Regions from separate parts of the Mus musculus genome. Here all the other regions are linked to region 6. The links are chromatin contacts, called in public HiChIP or PLAC-seq and promoter capture Hi-C maps. All regions are on one chromosome and are shown on one strand. Each heading gives the region's core, a stretch centred on a gene start, on an enhancer-like site or on the middle of the called end of the contact. The rest is flanking DNA. Distances are from core to core; before and after follow the strand shown.

Evidence for each region. Promoter capture Hi-C pulls out the DNA fragments that hold promoters and counts their contacts. HiChIP or PLAC-seq counts read pairs in DNA pulled down with a chosen protein or histone mark.
Region 1: a promoter capture Hi-C map of hippocampal neurons shows a contact between it and region 6, with 9 times the contacts expected there. The contact joins the enhancer-like site here to the promoter of BC048602 in region 6. A contact is called at or near these places in 8 of 39 promoter capture datasets (the C10 cell line, cranial neural crest, frontonasal cranial neural crest and 4 more), 1 of 15 datasets of contacts at CTCF or cohesin (large pre-B cells) and 2 of 115 datasets of contacts at active chromatin or transcription factors (embryonic stem cells and stem cell-derived neural progenitor cells).
Region 2: a contact with region 6 is called in a promoter capture Hi-C map of hippocampal neurons, with 5 times the contacts expected there. The contact joins the promoter of Nipal2 here to the promoter of BC048602 in region 6. A contact is called at or near these places in 8 of 39 promoter capture datasets (the 3T3-L1 cell line, the C10 cell line, cranial neural crest and 4 more) and 1 of 9 other capture datasets (embryonic stem cells).
Region 3: a promoter capture Hi-C map of liver shows a contact between it and region 6, with 25 times the contacts expected there. The contact joins the promoter of Rgs22 here to the promoter of BC048602 in region 6. A contact is called at or near these places in 17 of 39 promoter capture datasets (the 3T3-L1 cell line, 3T3-L1-derived adipocytes, the SN4741 cell line and 11 more), 2 of 15 datasets of contacts at CTCF or cohesin (embryonic stem cells and large pre-B cells), 18 of 484 Hi-C or Micro-C datasets (the N1E-115 cell line, bone marrow-derived macrophages, cardiomyocytes and 11 more), 9 of 115 datasets of contacts at active chromatin or transcription factors (craniofacial prominence, embryonic basal ganglia, embryonic forebrain and 6 more) and 1 of 9 other capture datasets (adipose tissue).
Region 4: a contact with region 6 is called in a promoter capture Hi-C map of hippocampal neurons, with 3 times the contacts expected there. The contact joins the promoter of Rpl30 here to the promoter of BC048602 in region 6. A contact is called at or near these places in 3 of 39 promoter capture datasets (hippocampal neurons and liver).
Region 5: a promoter capture Hi-C map of hippocampal neurons shows a contact between it and region 6, with 4 times the contacts expected there. The contact joins the promoter of Rnf19a here to the promoter of BC048602 in region 6. A contact is called at or near these places in 3 of 39 promoter capture datasets (hippocampal neurons, liver and stem cell-derived epiblast-like cells).
Region 7: an H3K4me3 HiChIP or PLAC-seq map of embryonic stem cells shows a contact between it and region 6, with 3 times the contacts expected there. The contact joins the promoter of Pop1 here to the promoter of BC048602 in region 6. A contact is called at or near these places in 1 of 39 promoter capture datasets (hippocampal neurons), 2 of 115 datasets of contacts at active chromatin or transcription factors (astrocytes and embryonic stem cells) and 1 of 9 other capture datasets (pancreatic islet).

The regions. Positions count from the first base shown.
Region 1 is chr15:34,539,090-34,542,219 of GRCm38.p6, reverse strand. No RefSeq gene overlaps it. Among named protein-coding and RNA genes, the nearest start is that of Gm22208, 8.9 kb to the right of the region's middle. Within about 2 kb of position 1,274, at least 14 of the 459 cell types and tissues checked have an H3K27ac peak or open chromatin away from gene starts, as enhancers often do. A contact at or near this core is called in hippocampal neurons, where this site is marked.
Region 2 is chr15:34,676,912-34,679,962 of GRCm38.p6, reverse strand. It overlaps Nipal2 (NIPA-like domain containing 2), which reads left to right and starts at 1,257. Exons shown (of 11, transcript NM_145469.5): 1 at 1,257-1,404. The coding sequence starts at 1,270. 4930413F20Rik (RIKEN cDNA 4930413F20 gene) reads right to left here. Exons shown (of 4, transcript NR_045883.2): 3 at 1,762-1,920; 4 at 759-1,385.
Region 3 is chr15:36,138,616-36,141,934 of GRCm38.p6, reverse strand. Rgs22 (regulator of G-protein signalling 22) reads left to right here and starts at 1,535. Exons shown (of 28, transcript NM_001195748.1): 1 at 1,535-1,607; 2 at 2,028-2,056. The coding sequence starts at 1,583.
Region 4 is chr15:34,441,981-34,445,314 of GRCm38.p6, reverse strand. Rpl30 (ribosomal protein L30) reads left to right here and starts at 2,039. Exons shown (of 5, transcript NM_001163485.1): 1 at 2,039-2,130; 2 at 2,238-2,290; 3 at 2,535-2,680. The coding sequence starts at 2,270.
Region 5 is chr15:36,281,509-36,284,642 of GRCm38.p6, reverse strand. Rnf19a (ring finger protein 19A) reads left to right here and starts at 1,496. Exons shown (of 10, transcript NM_013923.2): 1 at 1,496-1,731.
Region 6 is chr15:35,327,142-35,330,382 of GRCm38.p6, reverse strand. BC048602 (cDNA sequence BC048602) reads left to right here and starts at 1,848. Exons shown (of 3, transcript NR_045280.1): 1 at 1,848-2,003. It overlaps Gm33584 (a long non-coding RNA gene), which reads right to left and starts at 1,393. Exons shown (of 3, transcript XR_383923.3): 1 at 1,091-1,393; 2 at 780-869.
Region 7 is chr15:34,493,782-34,496,934 of GRCm38.p6, reverse strand. Pop1 (processing of precursor 1, ribonuclease P/MRP family, (S. cerevisiae)) reads right to left here and starts at 1,624. Exons shown (of 16, transcript NM_026340.3): 1 at 1,520-1,624. Rida (reactive intermediate imine deaminase A homolog) reads left to right here and starts at 1,689. Exons shown (of 6, transcript NM_008287.3): 1 at 1,689-1,882. The coding sequence starts at 1,818.

The sequences.
Region 1 (3,130 bases), core at 25-2,524, 790 kb after region 6:
AAGAGGGATCTCACCAGGAGCCAAGTCTGCTAGCACCGTGATCGTCAACCTCCCAGCCTCTAGAACAATAAGAAATAAGTGTCTGATAAGCCACTGACCAACCTGTGGGGTTTATTCACAGCAGCCAGAGACAGCCAGAAAGCAGCCTCAGAAAGGTATATTCTAGACGGTGTAGTATCAAGATGGGAGACAGCTATCTAAGTCCTATGGGTGTGTAAAGCCATTGAGACCTTCAGGTCTGTCTGTCGTGGCATCTATGTATCCATCATCCCTGTATCTATAATGCCAGGGCACAGGGTTGTGCCAGGCCTGAGGTGGGTAACAACTGCTAAAAAAACATGTGTGTCCTTTTTCCATCCAGTAACTCGGTTAAATGGAGCGGGTGCCCAGGGGATTCCCTGCTTCCTGACAGGCTGTAGGTGCTGAGCACAGGGACTCTGCCTGCCCCCAGTGACATTTCAGTCAGTTCAGTGAGGCACTTGTGTAAACTGACCATTCTGTATAATGTGGTAAATGTACACACAGGAGGTTAGAGTCAGAAGGGAAGAGGCCAGTGTGGAGGCATGTAGCAATGCTGGCAGCGGTGTGAAGTTGAAAGAACCTTCCCGGGGCAGATGAGAGAGACTAACTGTGAATGATGGGATATGGTCATTAGAGCATTCCTAAAGGCTGAATCCTCTTAGTCTCTTTTGCTTCGGAGAGAGCAGCTAGAGAAGGTGCGAGGATCTAGGGTCAAACACCTAGCGTCTCTTTTGAGCTTAGTATAGCAAATTCAATTTTTATTTTTCTAGGTCTAGCATAATGTCCTACTTTCTTCCTCATCATTTGGATGGAGCCTTTCCACATGGAAGAGAGTGTCTGGGGACAGCAACAAACCTTACATCTCCTGGTTCTGAGTGTAGGCCCTGGTCTGCAGCTGGAGCTCCACAAACAGCCATTGAATCTAAAGAAGCAGCTGCCCTTCCCATTTGCCTGAAGGCTCCAGGGAACATCCCTCCAGGGCTAGTAGTTCCCTTAATTTCTAGGGACTGAACCTCTGGGAGTGTCACTGTTGGTCCATACTGCCACCCAGTGGTTATACTTGGGTACTGCATGTTCTCAGTGGACAACTCTGGAGGGTCCCCAAATGGCCATGTTCAACCCCATAACATCTCAGAATAACTATCTATTTTAGCTTTTGTGTGCTAAGTGTCCATCTTCCAACAGATTGCTAATGAGAGGTCATATCTGAGAGAGATAAAAGGGAAATGACGGACTGTGACAAGCCTTTACCAAGGAGCATGTTGGCCAGGATGGTGACTGCCATCTGTTAGGTGCCACTCTCTTGCTGTGCTGCCCTAGACAATCACTTTGTTTCGGTGGACTTGCTCAGTGAAGCATCTTTTGCAGCCTTTCTGCAAAATAAGAGATTGCACAGCTTACAGAATTGCTATGGGGATTAAAATAAATAATCCATATAAACTACGCTAAAGCTCCCTGGCAGGCACATGCAAGCACTTAGCAAATATAAACACAAGGCACTTAAGTTTCTGTTATTCTATCTCAGCTCAGCGAGGGGGATGAAGGGAGCCTTAGTGCCATCTCCATTGTTGACAAGGACACTGAGGACCTGAGGGCTTAAGTAACTTCCCCCAAGGTCCTTCAGTCTGAAAAGGGCGGGGTTTAAAGCCCATCTTTATGGATCTTGCCGTCATCCCAAGTAGGTCTTTGAAAGTTCTGCCCCTTGAGTTGCAGACCCACTGGGAGAAAGTTGAAATGATCCAAAGAGGAAGAAAGAATGACAAAGATCCAAATCTAGCACAGTTTACAGCTCACATCTACTATGGGTGAGCAATCCTCTCGACGGAAGAAGGCACATGTTTTCCAAACCCTGGTCCTGAGGAGTGCCCACTGCGTCAGGAGGTTCTGGCTTCAATTCATACACAGAAGCTGTGTTATGTGGCTAAGTGACTTAGACACATGCTGTCCACTCTCTAGGACACAGCTTCTTCCATGTCCAGGTGGGACAAGAGAATCCAAATCACCTGCCCAGGCTGACATCTTGTCATCCCATAATCTATACCCTTCGAGTGCTCCCTAACTATCTGCAGTGAGGGTCCCAGGTGACCAGCAAAGAACCAGAACCCTGGAAAGGACTGGTGACAGATGGAAAGGCTGGCTGGGTTCTATCACATGAGCAGGAACTTAATCCCTGCTAGAATCCAGTAACAATGTCCACAAAGGCCTGGAAGCCAGGCCCGTGATTTATGGACAAGATTAGAAGACTACAGTGATTATTGGCCCAGAAGACCCACACTGGGTAGGGCATGAGCAGAGGCTACAGCTCCAGGGAGTGCAGGGTTCAGAAGGTGCCACACAGCACCTTACGTCCCTTCAGGGTACGAGGTGGCTGTGTGCTATTGTCTTGTTTTGGCGAATATTTTCAGCATGAGTGGGCCAATTGGCAGACGTAATCATAGGCATTTCACACACACACACCTAACAAGGGCAAGATGAATGATGTGGGTGGTGCTGGAGTCATAAATATCACCAGTATATCAAGGCAAAATGAAAGCAAAGAAAATAAATCTATCAGGATTCCGTGGCTCTCCAAAGCAACCCCAGGACAAAGGAAGCCAGATTCCCCCGACAGCCTGAGCACCGGACTCCTAAACTGTCTTCTCTGGCCGCCAAAGCTTGAGCAATTTCGACACAAGGCAGTGTGTGACTCTCGTGTGCTTTGGAGCACCTGCATGACTCTGATGTAGAAAGCCTGGTAAATCTCACAATGTGTGTGTGTGACTTAGGACAGCCTGAGTTCTGTTTCCTACTGGCTGGCTGGTCAGTGGCCTCTCTCCGTGTTGGCTTCCTCATCTAGAAAGGAAAATGGGAGTCTTGATGAGAGTGTGGTTGTATGACATGGATCACAAGCCTAGTGTTCCACTTTTGACAAACTAGTGCCTGAGTGAGGTCGCTGGAAGCCTGCAGATCTACTCCACGCCACGCTGGCAGGACTGATGTTTTGTTTCCCCACTGAGAATGAGAGAAGTGAAGAGTCCTGGGTGGCTCTGTAAAAGCCGCATGCTGGGTTTGGGGACTCTTGTTCAAGGTCGTGTTTGAGCTTGTTTCTATGGTCAATACAGTTTGGTAG
Region 2 (3,051 bases), core at 8-2,507, 650 kb after region 6:
GGGATGGGAGTGTCCTAGAATCACATAGCAGGCATGTGTTTCAGGGGTATGGTGCTTGCTTAACATCTAAAGGCAATGGGTTCGATTTATAGCACCATATACTTATGAAATTAATGAAATTTATATAGCGAATTGATTTTTCTTTGGGGTATTTAATTGAAATAAATTCGTTTCTTTAAATTGAACATAGTTAGCTACAATTATTAATTGTTGACTTAACATTTTGTTTACTCAAGCAAGAACCAACACAACTGTCAGGACGACTTGCCTTTTTTTTTTTTTTTTTTTTTTTTTTTTTTTTTTTGCGTCTGAAATGACTTACACTCTCTTCTCTGCTTTACATATTTCCCCTAAGAAATCATCACAGCTTTCTCCCAGGTCCCTTTTTCCCTCTCTCTCTTCCTCTCTCCCTTCTTCCCTCCCTCCTTCTATCCCCCCTCTCCTCCTCCTCCTTTCTCCCTCCTCTCCTCTCTTCTCCTTCCCTCCCCTCTCCTCTCTTCCTGTCTTGTTTCCTCTCTCCCCTATCTTTAAAGTGCATAGCTTAAAGAGTCTCAGTGTCTTGAAAACAAATTCCCAGTGTAGACACTTCATGTAATAACACAAAAATCACAGAATGTTCAAAGTGACAGACAAGACAAAGATCATTTGTAGTGTAACCGAGTTTAAAACCGGTCAGACTAGAATATCCAGTATGCGTACTTAAGGTTGTTCTTAGCATTTCTGACTCAACTTAAATCACCATATGGGGCAGCTGACAACGTTTCAGCAATTCTTTATGAACTTATCTGACAGCCTATCCAGCTGCCATAGGATATCTCTTCTCTATTCTTCGAATAGTTCCTAATGGTCACTCTGTGGCTGGGCTCTTCATTCACAATGTGCCCAATATTGGGGAGAGGGAGATTATGGCTTTTTCTTTTTTCCATATGTGGAACATTTTAAACCTTTTACACGCGCGAACTGGAACTGCCAAGGGTGCCGGTCACTCTTTAGATTAATGGATAGCTCCTTTTCTCCCTGCACTTGGACAAACATTTGCTTTGTGCACAGTAGATCCCAGAGGCAAAAGAGATGATGTCATTCCTGCGCTGACAGGTGTAGGCACCGGGGCCCAGAAGGGAGCGGCGGCAACTGGGCCGAGCCCGGACCTCACCTGCGTGCCGCAGGAGCCAGGTGCCGGCGCCGGGTCGCCGGGCAGGAAGTGGCTGCGGCTGCGGGAGGACGGACGGGAGGGCCGCGCCCGAGTCCCAGCGCGTGGATTCAGTCCTCATGGCGGCTCCGGCGCGCACAGCCCCCGAGGACGACGCCTCGGCCGTCCTAGACGAGCTGTCTCGGAACTTCACATACTGGGCACCAGGCCCGGGCAACGGCTCGCTGTCGAGCGCCTGGTATCGCAGAAACCAGGTAAGGCCGCCCGCGCACCACAGCGCGCCGCCTGCCAGCTCCACGCAGGCCCCGCGGAGGCGCCAGGCCTCGGTGCCTTCCTGCCAGCTCTCCGCGCTCGCGACTGGGCGAGTGGGTAGAGCTGACACGTGACGCTGACACTTGGCTACCCATCCCCTCCGCCCCCTTCCCCCCTCCCGGCCTCGGCGGAGCAGCAGACCCCCAGGCTGCTCCCTGGTCTCACTCTTGGGCCTTTGGGTCCCCAAGGACCTCGCCTCCCCCAGCTTTCTTCCCCTCCTGCAAGGCGGTGGAGGTGGATTTCCACTTATTTTTCAGGCCAGTTTCCTTTCACAGTTAAAAAATAAAAAATGGTGCTACCCTTCTCAGAAGCAGAAACTCATTAAGGGGCTCCCAATGTCAATTCTGTGCAGAGTTGTGTCTCCAAGGTCCCAGCAATCTCAGCATCAACCTTCCCAGATACTCTCAGCTGCAGTACTTCATTGCTCGCTGCTGTCAGCCAAACACCACGGGTTTATGCTGGCAATATAAATTTAAGAGCATCAAAGAGGATCGGAGGTGTCCCCTACCCCCTCTGCTGGCCCTAAGATCAGGCAGAGAAGCAAAGCTCTCCCTAGCATTTATATTCCTCTAAGTGGGGCAAGTGATTGATCTTTCAGGCTTGCGTTAGTTTTCCTAAGCCTGTTACTTTGTTCTTGTGCATGAACAAAGCCACAGATCTTTTTTCCTTTGCAAGAATAAGGCCATAAATTTTTGTTACTGTTGTCCTCAGTGGGATATTTAACCACTAATCAAAGAGATCCTTTTTATGCTTGAAAAGTATCCTAAATGTTTGTTTCTGAACTTGGAGGTGATTTGTATAACGAATAAATAAGCTTAGATCATCTTTTTAATGTTCAACACAGGAAAGATTATGGCTTTAAAACTGTTATGTCACAAAAGATAACAAAATGGGGCAGGGGCATTGCTCAGACACTGACTGACTCTCCTTGCTTCCACTGTGGAACTACAAAGAAGAGACTTTCCTTAGTGTATGTTATGCTTGTAGTAGACACATTTCCAATATAAGTTTAAGAATGAATGGTCTGCTCTTGGTAAAATATTAGAGAGTTAGTAGATGTGACCCACCCAGGCATCATCCAAACCAGGAAACCATTGTTTTCACTAGAGAACTTATGTAGTCATTAGTTTTCTTAAACATTTCCTGGAATTCTTGATTGTCTTGGCTCTCCCAAGCACAGATTATCATGTGACACAGATGTTTGCAAGGCTTAACTTGCTCTTTATAGTACACAGTTGTACATCAGGAGGGTGTGTCCAGAAGATGCTAAGTGGAACTCCTAAACTGACACGTTAGCTGCAGTTGGTTGAGATAAGACGATGTCAGCCTTTTTCATCAGTGTGCAGAGTTAGGCCATCTTAAAAGCCATGGTATTTTAGCCTTTTGCTGTTGCTGAAAGGACAATTACTTTTGTTTCAAGGAAAAGTACAAATTGAATTTTAAAATCAATTCAACAAACATTTTATCAAGTGCCACTAGTATTGTCCAGGACAGTAAAAATAAATGGAATCTAGCTTTTCCTTTCTGATACTAACTGAAGAGAGAGATGGCTGAATATGGCCTATCACTTCAGAAAAACCAAGTGTGAG
Region 3 (3,319 bases), core at 286-2,785, 810 kb before region 6:
TAGGCACCCATTGTCTTAAGGGCACACAAATACCTGCCCCACACTGAGGAGTCAAATGTGGAGCCACTGGCGGGTTTTAAGTAGGTCAGATTTGCATTTAGATAGCTGGTTTTGCTTTCAGCATGGATAATGGATTTAAAGAGAACTCCTAGCTGGGAGCTAAGCCTGGAAGACTGACAAGTTAGGAAGCTTTTACAGCAGACCAGATGGGAGCTAGCGCTAAGGCTGTGTGTGGGTGCTCTTGGGAAAATGAGAGCAGAGCCCAAATGCAGAAATATGTTAAGGTAGAACTGGCTGAATCCAGTATTTACCTGAATGTGGGGTTTGGAGGGAAAGTTCTAGGGGGAAACTTTGAGTTACTCGGAAGATGTATCATTTAACGGTCATAAGATTTATGTTCCAAAAATAATTTATGTCCCCCCCCAAAATCTGTGTTTTAGTTGAGATAGGTTCTCAAGTAGCCCAGGCTGGCCTTAAACTTCTGATCCCCCTGCCTCCACCTTCCTAGTACAGATTTTGCAGGTCTTTGCCCCAACCCCGGTCAGAAGATGAAGCTCAAAGATCCTGTCTGGGAATGGGTATGATTTGGGTGTGGAGTGATAGGGTGGGGTATAGCTCCTGTTAGACATTTGCATTGGAAGTACTGCTGGGAAGGGGCAAGCAGTTAGCTTTGGGGTTTATTTGGTACCACTGAGGAAATTCAGAACTACAGAATGGGATAAGTTTTATAAAACAATTAGGAAGCAGTATTTCCAATGCAAATGTCTAACAGGAGCTATACCCCACCCTATCACTCCACACCCAAGTCATACCCATTCCCAGACAGGGACTTTGAGCTTCATTTTCTGGCCAGGGTTGGGGCAAAGACCTGCAAAACCTGTACAAGCAACGTGGAGGCAGGAGGATCAGAAGTTCAGGGCCAGCCTGGGCTACATGAGAACCTATCTCAACTAAAACACAAATTTGGGGGGGGGGACATAAATTATTTTTGGGACATAAATATTTTTAGTATTTAGAATAATTGTGTTTAAATTTTTATCTTTTCTATTTAAATAAATTCTTTTTTGTTTGTTTGTTTGTGGTTTTGCTTTACTGTAGCTCAGGCTGGCTTTAAACTCTTAGTAACTGAGAACAAGCTGTAACTCTATTCTCCTGCCTTCTTTTGTTAACTGTTAGGATTGCAGGTGTGTGCCACAGTACACAGGGCTCTGTTTTCCTAACTCCTTTCCTGAACACACATTTTAGGGTAACTGTAATCTGTGGTCCCCAGTTCGGGTAATTCCTAGTGGTCAGCGTTTATGAAAAACCTTTTGCTACAGGCGTCTGACCTAAGGAAACTGAGGCCTGGCTCTGCGGTCCTTCGCTGTGGGAGGATCTGCTCCCCCCGCCCCCGCAACAGCCCTTCCCCACCAGGAGCCGTGCGATCTCCACAGTAACGGCCGCTCCCCAGCCGCCACCCCTGGCCCAGGCGCCTCTGCTTTGTCCAGCTCTATGGCAACAGCGGGCAGCCCCAGGCCGCGTGCCGTGGGGCGGCAGTCGCTCCCCAGACAGCGGGGCCGGGCAGCTGGGTTCCCCCGACAGGATGCCGGAGAAGCGGCTCTCGGCGGGTAGGTGGGCCCCGGCGCCCTGCCGCAGTGCTCGGGCACCCGGACCGCGCTCGACCCCAGCCCCAAGCCTCCAGCCCAAGCCCGGGTCCCCAGCCCCAGCTCCCTGCCTTTTATACGAACCCCCAGGGCAGTCGCTATTACCTTGTGCGCTAACCACGCTAAGCTCTCCTTTTGCAAATGGGGGCCTTAGGTTAGCTCTGGGGTGACAGTGGGTCCCAAGCCAAAGTCCAAAGGTCTTTCCTCCCCACCTTCACCTGGAATCCTACCTTAAAATGTAATCCATGTGCGGATAATGAACATTTTACTGAGCTCACCCGGGATATATGTATATACAGTAGCGCCAGGGGCTGTCGCAGATGATTTCAGTTAGTCTAAAAGGAAGATCTGAGTACGAAAAGGTAACGTTTTGTCTCCTTCCAGAGCCGCCAGAAGTTACAGAAGAAGAGTTTGTGAGTACACAGTGGCGAGAACGGGTCTTTTTTTTTACATTCTCTTCGGGCTAAAGCTTTCTTCTGTAAAAGACCTCATGTAGTTTCTCCGTACCCTTGCTGTCCCTATGGGGGCAGGCCGGCTGTCTCCATGGCTTTGTTGTGATGTGCAGGGCAGCTCCTGGTTGCAGTAAACATTAGTAGGTAAAGTTGCTCACCCCAGCATTAGAGATGGGAAAGAAGGGCTGGGAGTCGGGGTCATCCTTTGTGACATAGCAAATTCAAGGCTATGTGAGATCCTGTCTTAAAAAATACCAGCCCTCCCTCACCTCCACCCCCATGGTAGCACTCAGGTCTTTAAACTCCAGCAGAGGCAGGAGGATTTCTCTGAGTTTGAGGCCAGCCTGGTCTACAGAGCAAGTTCCAGGACCGCCAGGGCTATACAGAAAAACCCTGTCTCAACAACAACAACACCACCCAGTCAATCAATAAATAATAAAATAACAAAGCCAAAAAACCCAAAACTAATCAACCAAACAACCAAAACAGACAAACACAAAAACAGCAACAGAAACCAGTCATCTATTTGTAAGTGTTTAAATTGTTTTCTAGACATTGTTCTCAGGTCAGAATTTTGGAGAAATTGAGCATACTAAATATTTGCCAAATCTATTTATCATTTGGGAGAGTGCTGTCTTTAGAGACTCTTCTAGAAAGCATATTGCTTACACGAGGAGCTTGCCCCAGGGCACAGACAGACACAGAGGCAACCCTTTTTCCTACCACCGTTGAGGCTGGAGCTCAAAGCGCGTCCAGTATTTACTAATGTGAATACTCTAGCACCCACTTCTCTTGTTGACTGATTATCCTATTTACTTTTGGCTTTTCATTCAACAAACATGAGTGACTGTGTATTCAAAGTATTGTCCTAAATACTGGGTCTAAGTCTCAAAAACGTTAACAGTCTAGCTGGGGCTAACATAAGAGAGAAGGCTAAGTCAGCAGATAGTAGGAGTAGTAGGAGGTGGGAGCAGGAGGAGGAGGGGTGGGGGAGAAAAGAGAAACTTCTATGTACACTAACATACAGGTACACACAGCACATCAGAAATGCTTCCATATATTGGCCGAACCCCGTTTAACGGGAAATTAAGTTATTCCATCACTCAGCCTCAGTGCTTCACGCAGGAGGGCATCTGAGCCAGCTCCTCCTCTTCTGTGCCATCCAGCCTGGGCGTCTTATGAGTACTTAGCATTTGAGTGATTGTGCTCAACTTGTCCTCCTTC
Region 4 (3,334 bases), core at 790-3,289, 890 kb after region 6:
ATAAATAAAACAAAATCTTTAAAAAAAAAAAAAATCTCCAGGCGTGGTGGCGCATGCCTTTAATCCCAGTACTCAGAAGGCAGAGGCAGGCAGATTTCTGAGTTCAAGGCCAGCCTGGTCTACAAAGTGAGTTCCAGGACAGCCAAGGCTATACAGAGAAACCCTGTCTCGAAAAACCAAACCAAAAAAAAAAAAAAAAAAAAAAAAAATCCCAAACAGGTCAGCAAAGCACAGGATTAAAAAAAGGGGGGTGGGTGGGGTAAGGGTAGCATGTTAAACAGCAATGTCACAACTCCAATCTAGGCTTATTGCTTTGAATTTAAATCATATGAGCTATTTGTTAAAGTTCATTTAAAGTTTACTATGTTTACAAAACTGGATTAATAGAAGACAATTAGCTGGATTTGTACCATCCTAAGTACTTTATGCCTAAATGTTAAAGCAAAGAGTATGGTAATTGAACACTACCGTTTGGTCAAATTCACATTAAAATGGGCCACAACAGTTGAATAAATTTTAATGTAAAATTTCTGGATTTTCTGAGTTCGAGGCCAGCCTGGTCTACAGAGTGAGTTCCAGGACAGACAGAGAAATCCTGTCTCAAAAGACTCAACCAAAACAAACAAAAACCAAAAAACCCTAATTTGCAGGCCTGGTTCTATTCATACTTCTGTAATACACTAGCTGTAAAAATGTGAGAATAACACAGTTACTATCTCATAGAGTGTGTGTGTTGGCTAAGTAATATGTTTTAGTTTCCGTTTTTTTTCTTTTTCCAAAAGATCAACTCACAGAGATTGCCAGCTCCGGGTGGGATTATAGGTATAGATCATCTCGACCCGCATGACTCATGGATGTTTTTAAAGTTATTTTAATTAAGGGGAGGCAGGGTTGTTCTTCCCTTTCCTAACCTCCAGGGCAAAGTAACTCACCATACAGCTTACCTACTACCCTGGGTTTCCTTTTTCATGCTTATATAAATTTGGTGGCACAGGTGCTTGTGCAGTTGGGCAGAGGTCACAGGTCAACTTCTGGGTACTTACTCGGTAGTTGTCCACCTTATTTTTCACAAGATCTTTGAGACCTGGAGCTGACAGGTTAGACTAGGTTGGCTGGCTAGCCAGCCTTGGGGAATCTGTTCCACAAATGGAGTTACAAGTGTGCACAACCATGCCAGACTTTTGGGGGCTGGGGATTGACAGAGAGGTTTAGGCATAAAATGCAGGTCCCCACGCTTGCAAGGCAAGCACACTTTACTGACTGAACAATCTCAACAGCCCTGGGTTTTCGTTGGTGCTAGTGCGTAAATAGTAGAGGCTTTCAAGGTTTTTTTTTTTTTTCCTTGAATGCTACATTTATACAACGGCCCAAGTTTCGTAGCAAAATGATTTTTTAAATTATTCGTATTGCGACTATTTCTTTACTTCTGTATACGTATGTGAGCATTCAAGCGCAGGCCAAAGAAAAACCTGCTGGACTTGGCGCTCCCCTCCCACCACGTGGGTTTGGAACTCATTCGTCTACTTAGCGACAAGCGCATTTACCCGTCAGCCACTTCACCAGGTTTTTTTTTTTTTTTTTTCAATTGTGGTCCCTGTGCAAAGTAGGCTCCCAAGTACACGGTATAAAACCGCCGCAAAAGGGGTGTGTGTCCTACGGAGCGGCAAACAGGAAGATCAGCGGCGGGTGGACAGAGATGCCTCCGCTCCTGGTGAGCAGTCACGGGGTAAACCGGCGGCCCGGGGTCCTTCCGGAGCACGCCCAAGACAACGTCAGGCGGAGACCAGCCCAGGAGAGGCCAGGTCGCTGCCGCCTCGCCACGGAGCCCTGGGCCTCGTCGTCAGCTCCCATCGAGCTCCGGCTCTCCGCGGTGTCAGCCCGCTGCAGCAGAACAAACGCCCAGAACCGAAGGCCGGAGCCCAGACGCCGCAGCAGCCCAGCCTGCGTTGTAACCCGGTCCCCATAGCAACCAACTACCGCAGACTACTCTCGCAAGCGCTGTTCTGCTTGTGACCCGGACCGGCTTCTCTTCCGCTTCCGGTCCCACAATCCTCTGTCGGCCTAGAAGAGCTTTGCATTGTGGGAGCTCCTTCCTTTCTCGCTCCCCGGCCATCTTGGCGGCTGGTGTTGGTGAGTGAGCTCTGCGGGGTAAACGATTAGGCGGCTCGGGGAGCTCCGCTAGCTGGTGTTTGACGCTCTGGATTATAATCCTCTCTTCTGTCCTCTGTGTATGCTAGGTTGGGGGTTGTCCCGCACCTAAGGCAGGAAGATGGTGGCCGCAAAGAAGACGGTGAGTGAAGCCGATCGGGCCCGGAAGCCGGTTCACGTGGAGAGCTGGGTCGGGCCGGGGCGGATAGATTTGAGCACACTGGGTGGACGACTTGTCGCTGACGTTTCAGGGTCTCAAAGTGAATCCGAGAGGCTCTTTGTATGGTCTCAGACATCATGAAAGGGTTCAGTTCCAGAAATCTGGAACTGAGTTTGGTTTTAGATGACTGCAAGTGGTGTTCAAGTCTCAAACGTTTGCATTGTAGAAAAAGTCTCTGGAGTCGATCAACTCTAGGCTCCAACTTGTTATGAAAAGTGGGAAGTACGTGCTGGGCTACAAGCAGACTCTGAAGATGATCAGACAAGGCAAAGCGAAGTTGGTTATCCTTGCCAACAACTGTCCAGCTTTGAGGTAATGGAGGGAACCTGGATGTGTGCAGCCTATTGTAAATTCACTGTGCAGTATCCAGCATTGGGAAGAAGAATAATGATGGTTGCTTTCTGATGTTTGGACCTTGCTTTGTGTGTGTTTTTTGTAAATGTACCTTTGAGGCACGTTGTGTGACAGGAGGTATACAAATGATACACGCAGACTGGGGGAAGCCCGATCCCGAATTTTTCAAGGTTTGAAGTGTTAACACTCCGCTTCATGTGCCTGTTTTAGTTTAGAAAAATTCTGGCTGGATTATGGAGGTGATGGTATCATGAAATCACCTATTTGGCAGGGTCCAATTTTCTGAACACGTTCATTCTTGATTAACTATTTTAACTCGAACCTAACAAGTATTTTAAGTAAGCTGAAGAAGCTTGTGTAGTATACGCTCCTTGATTTTTCTATGGCAATTGTACACCTCTTCAGCCTTTTATGTAGGTGTCTATACTTAGTGGCAGAGTTTGGAATGTTTGGTCTTATTTTAAACCTTTGCCAGTCGATTCATAGTGGCAGCGTAGACATTCATTACTAAATTACAAGCTCAGACTCAGTGGGTCCAGGCTGGAGCTTCAAGTTCATTTCTCATAAGCACTTTGGAGCACTGTTGGTATGTGGGGCCACATTCTAAGCTCA
Region 5 (3,134 bases), core at 247-2,746, 950 kb before region 6:
AGGAACCTGGTGGCAGGAGCTGTTGCAGAGGCTGTGGAGGGGTGCTGTTTACTGGTTTACTCCTCATAGCTTGCTCATCCTGCTTTCTTATAGACCCCAGGACCAACAGCCCAGGGATGAAACTATTCACAGTGGGCTGTCTCTCCATCAATCACTAATTAAAATGTCCTACGGCTTCCTACAGCCCAGTCTCATGGAGGTGTTTTCTTCATTGACGATCCCTTCTCTCAAACGACTTTAGCTTGTCTCATGTTAAGATAAAACTATCTAATACAAGATGCCTCCATAGATTCAAGTGGAGATGTCCTTCAGGTATATCTCTCTCAGGATATGCATATTGGACTAGTAAGTAACAGCAGACCCTTCCAATTTCTAGGAAGACAGAAATTTAATTTCTCAGAACTATGATGACTATAGAGAGTACAGGACCACTGTTATTCTGCACAATTCTTTACTCAAAACCCTTACCAGTCATTACTCCATTTGTACTGCAAAGCTACTCTTGCACTATCCGTAGGCTTAAAGTGTCCTGTAGATTATTGGGCATCGAATGCAGCCTTTTGATAGCATTTTAAGGTATACACATAATGGCTCTCAACTTCCAATAAATGGAAATCATATCCATACTTACTCCCTTTAAGATGTATGGTCAAAGACATTTAGCCCTAGATCGCCTAGCCTGTTTCTAACTGGGAAAAATTTACTGTGTTACCAAAGAGGCCAAGTGGGGTTTGAAAAAATATGGCTCCTTGGTGAGTTTCTAGTTTAGACACACTGAAATAAGGATCGAGTGATATATTTAGATTAAGTAACAGATGGTGGATGGACATTTTGGCATCCATCACATCCATTTCTCAGGATTCTAAGGAAATGATCTAAGTCCCCAAGAGAAATAAACGGAGAGGATGGGATCAGGACAGGAAAGGGATCTGTTTATTTAACTAACTCTATACCAAGTCTTATGTAGGTGAAAAATTCAAAGGGTGTCCGACTGGATCAAAAGCTGGAGGGGAATGGAAGACACAGGCTGGGCCAAAGTAACTCCTACTGTATCAGACATTGATAAGACCTGAGATATTTCTTTGGGGACGACTCGGCTCTGCTCTCCCGAGGGTTGCCAATCAAGCAGGTGAACAAAGGATTGAAAAGCTAAGTCAGGGTCCTGTCGCTCAGGAAGCGCTCCACTTGGAACGCGGCTCCCGCCGTCCCTTCCTATCACCTCACGGAGACGGGGTCGGGGTTACAAGAAGGGCGTCTCCCGCCCCACTGCCCGGCGCGTTCCGAGTAAGTCGCCGCCCGCGGGAGGGCCGGCGGCGAGAGCGCGCAGTGCGAGGCGAACGTGCTGGAGCCAAGGAACCACCGCGTCCCAGAGATAACCGCGGCTGGTCGACGTGGGGCGGGGCGGGGCTTGACGCCAAGACGCAAGGCGCGCTGGGCGGGGCTATGCCGGGTGGGGCAGGAGGGAGTGGAGGGGGCGGGGCCTGGGGGCGAGGGCGGGGGAGAATGGCAGTTGCTGTGTTGGTTCCCGGCTGCGACGGTCCGACTGGAGTCACAGAGGGGAGTTCGGGAAAGCGGCCGCCCGCAACCGTTCCACCGGCAGCTCTCGCCCTAGCTGAGAAGGTTCCGCGGCGGTGCTGAAAAGTCGTCCTCCGTTCTGCCTCCGCTTTCTGCCTCCGCGGGATGGGCCTGCTCGCCAGCCGCCCCGCGCCGCCGCCGCCCTGAGGAGCTGAGGTACGGCAGGCGCCGGAGCCGCGGGAGCCGGGCGGCTCCCCTACGGATGGGGATTCAAGGCGCCGCTCAGGCCTCGGTCTGGGGCCGGGAGACCGTTGCGGCCGTCTCCGGGGTGCGGGCCGGGGCGTGGGGGGCCGGGCCTGTGGCCCCGTCGGTGTTGTGACTGTCCACGGCGCTGCCCCGAGCGTTCCGGGGCGGCGGAGCGGACGAGACCCGAGGGCGGCCGCCGTGGGGAGGCGGCGGGGGCGGAGCGCATTCCTGACGGGTGAAATCGCCTCTAACGGGACGCTTTCCGGGCCTCGCCGCACACTGGGCGCCGCGGACTTCGCCCCCGAAGCCTGCCGCCTGGGGCCCGGGAGGGCGGCGGGGAGATGACCGCCTCCTTCGGGAGCGGAGATCGCGCACACAAGCAGGCACCGGCGCGGAAAGCCGTATAGCCTGGGGATGAACGGGGGTCTTCCGGACTCCACGTCTGGGGTTTTCCCTGCCCTCACCCCGAGTGAGGCCACCACTTTGAATTGCCAGTTTTTCCTTCGGTCTGGGATTCCGCTCTACTGTCGCTCTCTTCTCTTTTTCCATTTCCACTAATGGGAAGAAGTGGTTTAGGTTCGTTAATCCTGAGACAAGGGCAGCAAATAAAAGAGGGAAGAGAATGGTGAAGGCTATATATGGGAAAAAGAAAGGTTTAATTTTTGCTTGTTGGCGCCCTTGGAGATAGAAATACACGACTGGTGCTTTACTTTGTGTAGGGTTGAGAATGTCGCAAAATGTTGGTAATGATAGGACGGCCTTTAAATGCAGCTGCAATTTTCAAACCTAGGGTTGGCTATAAAGGCTGGTGTAAAATGATAGCAAACGGGAGGTATGAAAGCGGGCCTTTCCGTGGTTGGTGCCTTCAAAATATTTTGATCTTCCTCATTCTACTTTGTGTATGTTTGTGTATACGCACGCGTACCTGGCAGTCTTTGATTATTTAATATTTTAACCAGAATTTCTTGACCCTTTTCATTGTATGTAGTGTGACGAGATACTTGTCTTTTTTTCCCTTTCCGGTTTTGCTATAAACCGGTCTCTTTGCACATCCTAGTGCTTCTGTTTGTAATTCAAGTCATTTCCATATTTGCTTGCTTAAGCTTCTTTAACACAGAGCTGTCTGTATTGAATTAAAATGTAAATATTTAGAAAATGGCTATGTCCTTACTTTCAAATGTTCTTTACTTGGTACATACAATTTCATGGACAAAGAATTGGTATTAAGTCTTGGGACTTACTAAACCAAATTATGCAAAACAAAAGCAAGATATATATATATATATATATATATATATATATATATATATATATTATACAGTGTAAGCTTAAATTTCATGTGACCATGGAAAGATTTTAATGTCATTGCAAGG
Region 6 (3,241 bases), core at 599-3,098:
GCATTTGAAATGTAAATGAAGAAAAGATCTAATAAAAAGGGTATCTTAAGTATTAATCTCATCTCTGAAAAATATTTGGAACATTTTTATTTAACATCCATTTCTGCTCTTATAATGTAGAGAAGTAGTATACAACTTGGCAAATAAATTTCATTAGACATGGAAGATTATACTAAAATCCCTACATGTGTTGCTGTAGATATATGATTAATGTTAAAATTTCAGTAAATGCAACACTAAGAAAGCATTGTAGAATGACTACCAAATGAAAAATTATTAGGACCAATTTTAGCAAGTTAAGTAAGTGTGAGTGTGCGCTCAAACATGCCCACATGTATTTTGGTACATGCATATATGAATGCATATACATTTATGTTCATGTGCAAGTAGAGGCCAGAGATTTATAGCAGGGTTTCTCACTCAACCTGGAGTTTGCAGATTTATTTAGTCTCACTGGCCAGCTTGGCCGCAGCATTCTTTACCCCCACTTCCCAGGACTGCTGGGATTATGAGGGGGCTGCCACTCCTGCCAGCCTTGTTACATGGGTACTGCAGATCTAAACTCCATCTCTCACACTGTGCAGCCAAACAGGCTACCCACTGAGCAGTTTCCCTAGTTCCAATGAGCTATTTTTGGATATCTAAATTTTACTTGCTTTTAAACTTTATAATATGTTTTTTACTTAACTTTATAAGGGATTTGCATGAATTCATACTGGATTGTACATGTTGGGTTCTGTCATTTAGTGATACCATTCAAGGCACACAAAGACACTGACTGCTGACTGTGCGGAGCTTCCGTCCTTTAGGGAGAGTGGGGCTCGAGCACACACTCCTCTTACACACCTGGAACACGATGAATGAATGCACTAGGGAGAAGAGCACAGGGCATTAGAGAATTTAGTGGTGGGAGAGATTAGAGAACTTTAAAGATGTAGCATTTAAGTCAGGCGTTGAGGAGTGAATAGAATTTGCAAAGAGATGAGGAAGACATAAATCTCATTTACTATCATGTGTTTATCACACCCACTAAAGTTCAAGCATGTAGGGTACTGTGTTCATTACCTCACTTGCTGGTGTGATACATTACCTCTCAACGACTCTCAGGTTCAGAAGGAAGGTCCATCAGGGCCAGGAAGCTGTAACAGAGGTCCTGGCAGCACGCACACACAGCTGCCACTCCTCACGTCTGGAGGCCAGGAAATACTGACGCTCCCCTTTCCCTTGTGCGCAGTCTAGAACCCCAGCCACCTCCACTCAGTCATTGTAAGTCTCAGATAAACTTCTCCAGAAATGCCGTCATAGACATACCCAGAGGTCTGTCTCCTAGGTGACAGTAAGCTCAGGAAGTCCACAGTGAAGATTAATTCCCTACAGGAATAATGCTACATCTATTAAAAAGATGTATAAATATATTCTCTTCACTTATGAAATTGGAATCTATAAGGAGACATATCCAAATGCTAAGCAAAGAGCTGCATTCCAAATTTATGAAACTAACAGAACAAAGAGCAGAAGTAGCCTCTGGAGAGTGGTGTTTGCTTACTGTGGAGGACATTCTGACGGTGGTGGACTCGATTTTTTAATCAGAGTCTTTGCAACATTTTAATCAGTCATTTTCTTCATGATATCCTTATCGAAGTAAGGTGGCTATTGGCTAATTTGAAAAGAATGAGATGGGGAAACTTCAACTTAAAATGTACTGTTCAAGTGGTAAATATATAAAAGAATATATTTCTAGCCCTATGTGACGGTCTGAATGAAAATGGCTCTCATATGCCCACAGGAAGTGGCACTGTTAGGAGGCGTGGCCCTGTGGACGTAAGTGTTGCCCTATTGGAGGAAGTGCTTCACTAAGGGGTGGGCTTGGAGGCCTCAGAAGCTGAAGTCAGACCTAGTGGCTCACTGCCTCTTCCTGTCTCTCAGCCCCTCTCTAGCACCATGTCTACCTGCAGGCTGCCATGCTTCCTGACATGATGACAATGGACTGAACCTCTGAAACTGTAAGCCAGCCCCAATTAAATGTTTTTCTTCATAAGAGTTGCTGTGATCGCGGTGTCTCTTCACAGCAATAAAACTCAAACTAAGACACCAAATCTGGCGGCTGTGCCCTGGCGCTGTCCTATACTTCAGATATAAACTAGAGCTGTGAGTGAGCCTTATGTTGCTGCTAGTAAAACAAACAAGGTATCTGCTTCAGACAGTTCACTGCGGATCTTGGTGAGGTTCATAAATAATGCTACACAAATTTAAGGTCATTTGCTAAATAGATTTAGTTTCCAATGTAATTTTCCTAAGCTATTTAACCTAATCTAACCTTACCAAAGAGAAAGACCTATTTAACCTAGCTTTACTTTATCCTTGTTTGGGGGACAGGATCAGTAGACTTCCACTACCAGACACATGTATACCGGGTTGAAGCTTTGTGTTTAGCAGAGCCTGGGAAGATGCCTAACTCGTTAACATCTGCTTGAACCATAGCCATTGACCCACCCACAAAAAAAAAAAAAAAAAAAAAAAAAAAAAAAAAAAACCCTAATCATACAGATCTTAAGTTTAATGTTTTGAGGTCCTGACGTGGTTAATTTTGGCCAGAACAACATTATCTCCAAATCATGCTGCAATAGGGCCACTGGGAATTTTCTTTGAAATGGAAGCTATGCTAGGGAATTATGCACGTACACATTAGAGTAAACATTAACAGATGACAGGTTTCTTCATGTCCCATGAATTCTGTCATTTATAATCACTGCCAAATAATTGTTCAAAATGACACAAATCACTTTGAAAACCGAACTCTGGCTCTGTTTGCTTTAATGGGAAACCTATCCCTCTGAGGCTAGACCACATATAACTGAGGCGGACCCATGATTTACACAGGACTGGGGGCTCTATACTGGCCACAAGACATCAGATTTGGAGATTTCTTCTAATCTCTGATCAGAGTTTACACACTAGTCTCCATTAGAATTTGGCCCTGCATTTAAGCATGGCAATAAATTAAATAATTCATTTCATCTTTGCATTATTTCTCTAACAGTAGATTAGCAAATGATTCAACGAAACCCCAATCATATAATTTTGATAGTCTGATAAAGGCTATTATTATAAACAGTATTGTTATAAATGTTTTGAAAGTTTATTTATAAATTGGATTGACTTTGCCTGGTTCCTAGGTTACTGACATGTGATCTCTCAGCAGTAAACAAAAAAAATGTATTGTAAAAATCCTTATTTCAAC
Region 7 (3,153 bases), core at 375-2,874, 830 kb after region 6:
AAGAACAATTCAGAAGTCAAATGTGTAATGAATCCAAAGTGTTTCTGGCAGTGCTCTACCTAGACGTCACTACAGCCACAGTTCAGCAGTGACATCCCATGCTTACACACCATACAACACCAACAAATACTGCCTGAAACAGCTCAGCCAAGATCCCAGGCAAGTTATGAACCCAGTGTTCTTACTGTACATACAGGTTTATGCTCTTAAGAAACAATGTTATACAGGCTGGTGAGATGGCTCAGAGGCTAAGAGCACTGGCTGCTCTTCCAGAGGTCATGAGTTCAATTCCCAGCAACCACGTGGTGGCTCACAAAACATCTATAGGGGGATCTGATATCCTCTTCAGGCAGGCAGATATATATGCAGCAGAGCACTCGTACATTAAATAAAGAAAAAGAAAAAAAAGGAAACAATGATATAAAAACAGGCCTAAATTTCTCTTTAAATTGTTCTCATGCCGCACGTCTTTGGATTGTGCTGGGCTGCATTGTTTGATTTAAAAAACTAGTTTGAAATTGAGTTGCTGGGTTAAATTTTATATTTTTTAAATCATTAATTTGGATTTGGGATTGAGATAGACTTTTCCAACAACTGGCCCTAATTATAGTTCCGACTGTACTACATATTTAGGCAAAATAGCATCTCATCACTGACTATTATAAAAATCAAACAACAAATCAGCTCTAAAAAAAAAAAAAAAAAGCCGGGCGTGGGGGCCCACGCTTTTAATCCCAGCACTCGGGAGGCAGAGGCAGGTAGATTTCTGAGTTCGAGGCCAGCCTGGTCTACAAAGTGATTTCCAGGACAGCCAGGGCTATCCAGAGAAACCCTCTCAAAAAACAAACAAACAAAAACAAAACAAACAAACAAACAAACAAAACCACTTTAGATGCTTTATGTCTTGCAGTATCAAATACTCTACCAAAACTCGTATTTATGAAAAAATAAACATACACACATCTATTTAGAGAGTAAAAATTAGTTTTTATCTTTCTCAAAAGGCAAAATTATACCAGCTACACTAAAGAATTGTTTTAAATATACTTCCTTATGATATATTATCAGTTACTAATTAGTACATCTTCTTATCTACCCAGGTTCGTTAGTGAGAAAGCTGAAGTCGTGAGCTAGGAGAAGATGACTCGCCTCCGGAAAGCAGACCCCGGTCTGCTCAAATCTTGAGGCGATCATGCATAGAAAGGAAGCACGGGATGGCGAAAGGCAGACAACCCACACCTCTGCTTGGTTCCCCGGAATGACCCATCCCTGTCCTTTACGGTACCCAGAAAGGGATACAAGCGCATTCCCAGAGGGGATTCCGCCTGGCAGGGCAACGATAAGCATAAAAACGAGCACAGGAGCCTGAGGCTCTGGACTGCAAGAGGGCCCGCCCGGGCAGCATGGACCTCCCCAAGTGAAAAGCGCCGCAAGCCGAAGCCGCCACTGTGGGCAAGCCCCCACGCGAGGCCCCCGCGAGCTGGCGGCCCCGGCTAAGCATTAGTGCCTCACCACCAACCTGCCAAAAGTTCCGAGGGCTTCGCCGGTAAGAATGACAAGGTTCTGAGATCCCTAGAAGCTCCCACCACAGAGGGTGAGCGAGCGGGCTGAGGGCGCGTGCGCAGCACGGCTTCTTCCTCCACGTGTCCCGGAGTCGCTTGTAAACTACAATTCCCATCGGGCCGTGCGAATTCGCACGGGGCTGTCCCTGAACTAAAACTCTTTTGCCTAGGGCTGTCTGGTCAGTGGACAAGAGTGGGTGTAGTTACTTACCATCGTTTCTTCTTCTGGAGGGTCTTCAAGAGGGAAGGATTAGCATGTCGTCCATAATCAGAAAGGTGATCAGCACCACAAAAGCCCCGGCGGCCATTGGTCCCTACAGGTAATGTTTTTTACTGTAGCTCTGAAGGACCAGGTAGGTGCAGTGTTGCAAGTTTGGAGCTTTGGCCCCTGCTGGTCCGAGCAAAAGAGAGTCTTAGAACGCGCGAAGAAACTAAGTTCAGAAAGAGTACAGTGTATCCAAATCCCTCAGAGAATGGGGGAGCCCTGGTGCTACCAGAAACTTGCACTCCTAAGATCTTGCCCCCATCTGGAGCTGCCGGGGCCCCGAAGGCGAGCTTGCTACATGCTTTCTCTGGTTAGAAGTGGCATCACCCCAACCCCCTTGCCTTTCGTCTTGGTGGCTTCTAGTTTTGGTTTTTGTAACAATTTTATTAAGATAGAATAAACAACCCATAGAATTCTCATTCTGTTAGTGGGTTCAATTCAGTGGCTTTTACTATGCCCAAAAGTTGTGTAGCCATCATCACTTTCTATTCTCAAAACATTTACATCCAACCTAAAATAAGGTTTATACCATTAGCATTTATTCCACATGGCATCTTTCCCCAGCTCCTTACAACCACCCATTTATTTCCTCTCCATCACTATAGGGTTTATCTGTTAAAGACGTTTGCTATAAAAAGTATAATACACTGTTTGGTCCTCTGTGACAGGCTTCTTTTACTAGCATGAAGTTTGATCTAACCCTTTCTTAATTTACAAGATATGCTTGTCTCATTTGGACAGTACTCAGCAAATACCTGTATGTCTATCCTAGTCTCTGGCTTCTATAACGTGTAGGAATGCAATGATGCTTATGAATGGTTTATCCATGCCTATTTACCACTAATATCAAATGCAAGTAACACCAAAGGTGATCTTCTGAGATTATCCTATATACTAGAGCTAACCATATATGTACTGGAAAAATAAAAACTACCCTTTGGCATTTATCTCTGCTTACCAGAAGTGCTTTTAAATAGAAATGGTACTTTCTTTTCACTTCCTTCTGTGGGTGCTATGAAGGACAGACTAACTTTGTAGCTCAGACTAACCTAGAACCTGCTGTTCTCCTGTTTGAGCATTCCTAGTGCTGACGTGAAGACCAGCACACTTAACTTAAAACCTTGTTCCTCAAAATACCTCAGCTTTAAAAATCACTGTATTGTATCTTATATAACTTTCTCCTCTCTAACTTCTAAGTCTTCACTAAAACGTATCTAGAGCCAATTCCTTTTGAAAAAGTCATTTCTGACACAGTGTCTCTTTGCTGTCAATCAAAACTGAAGATTTTCTTCGGCTGCAACATTAGTACTGTAGAAGATGTGTAGT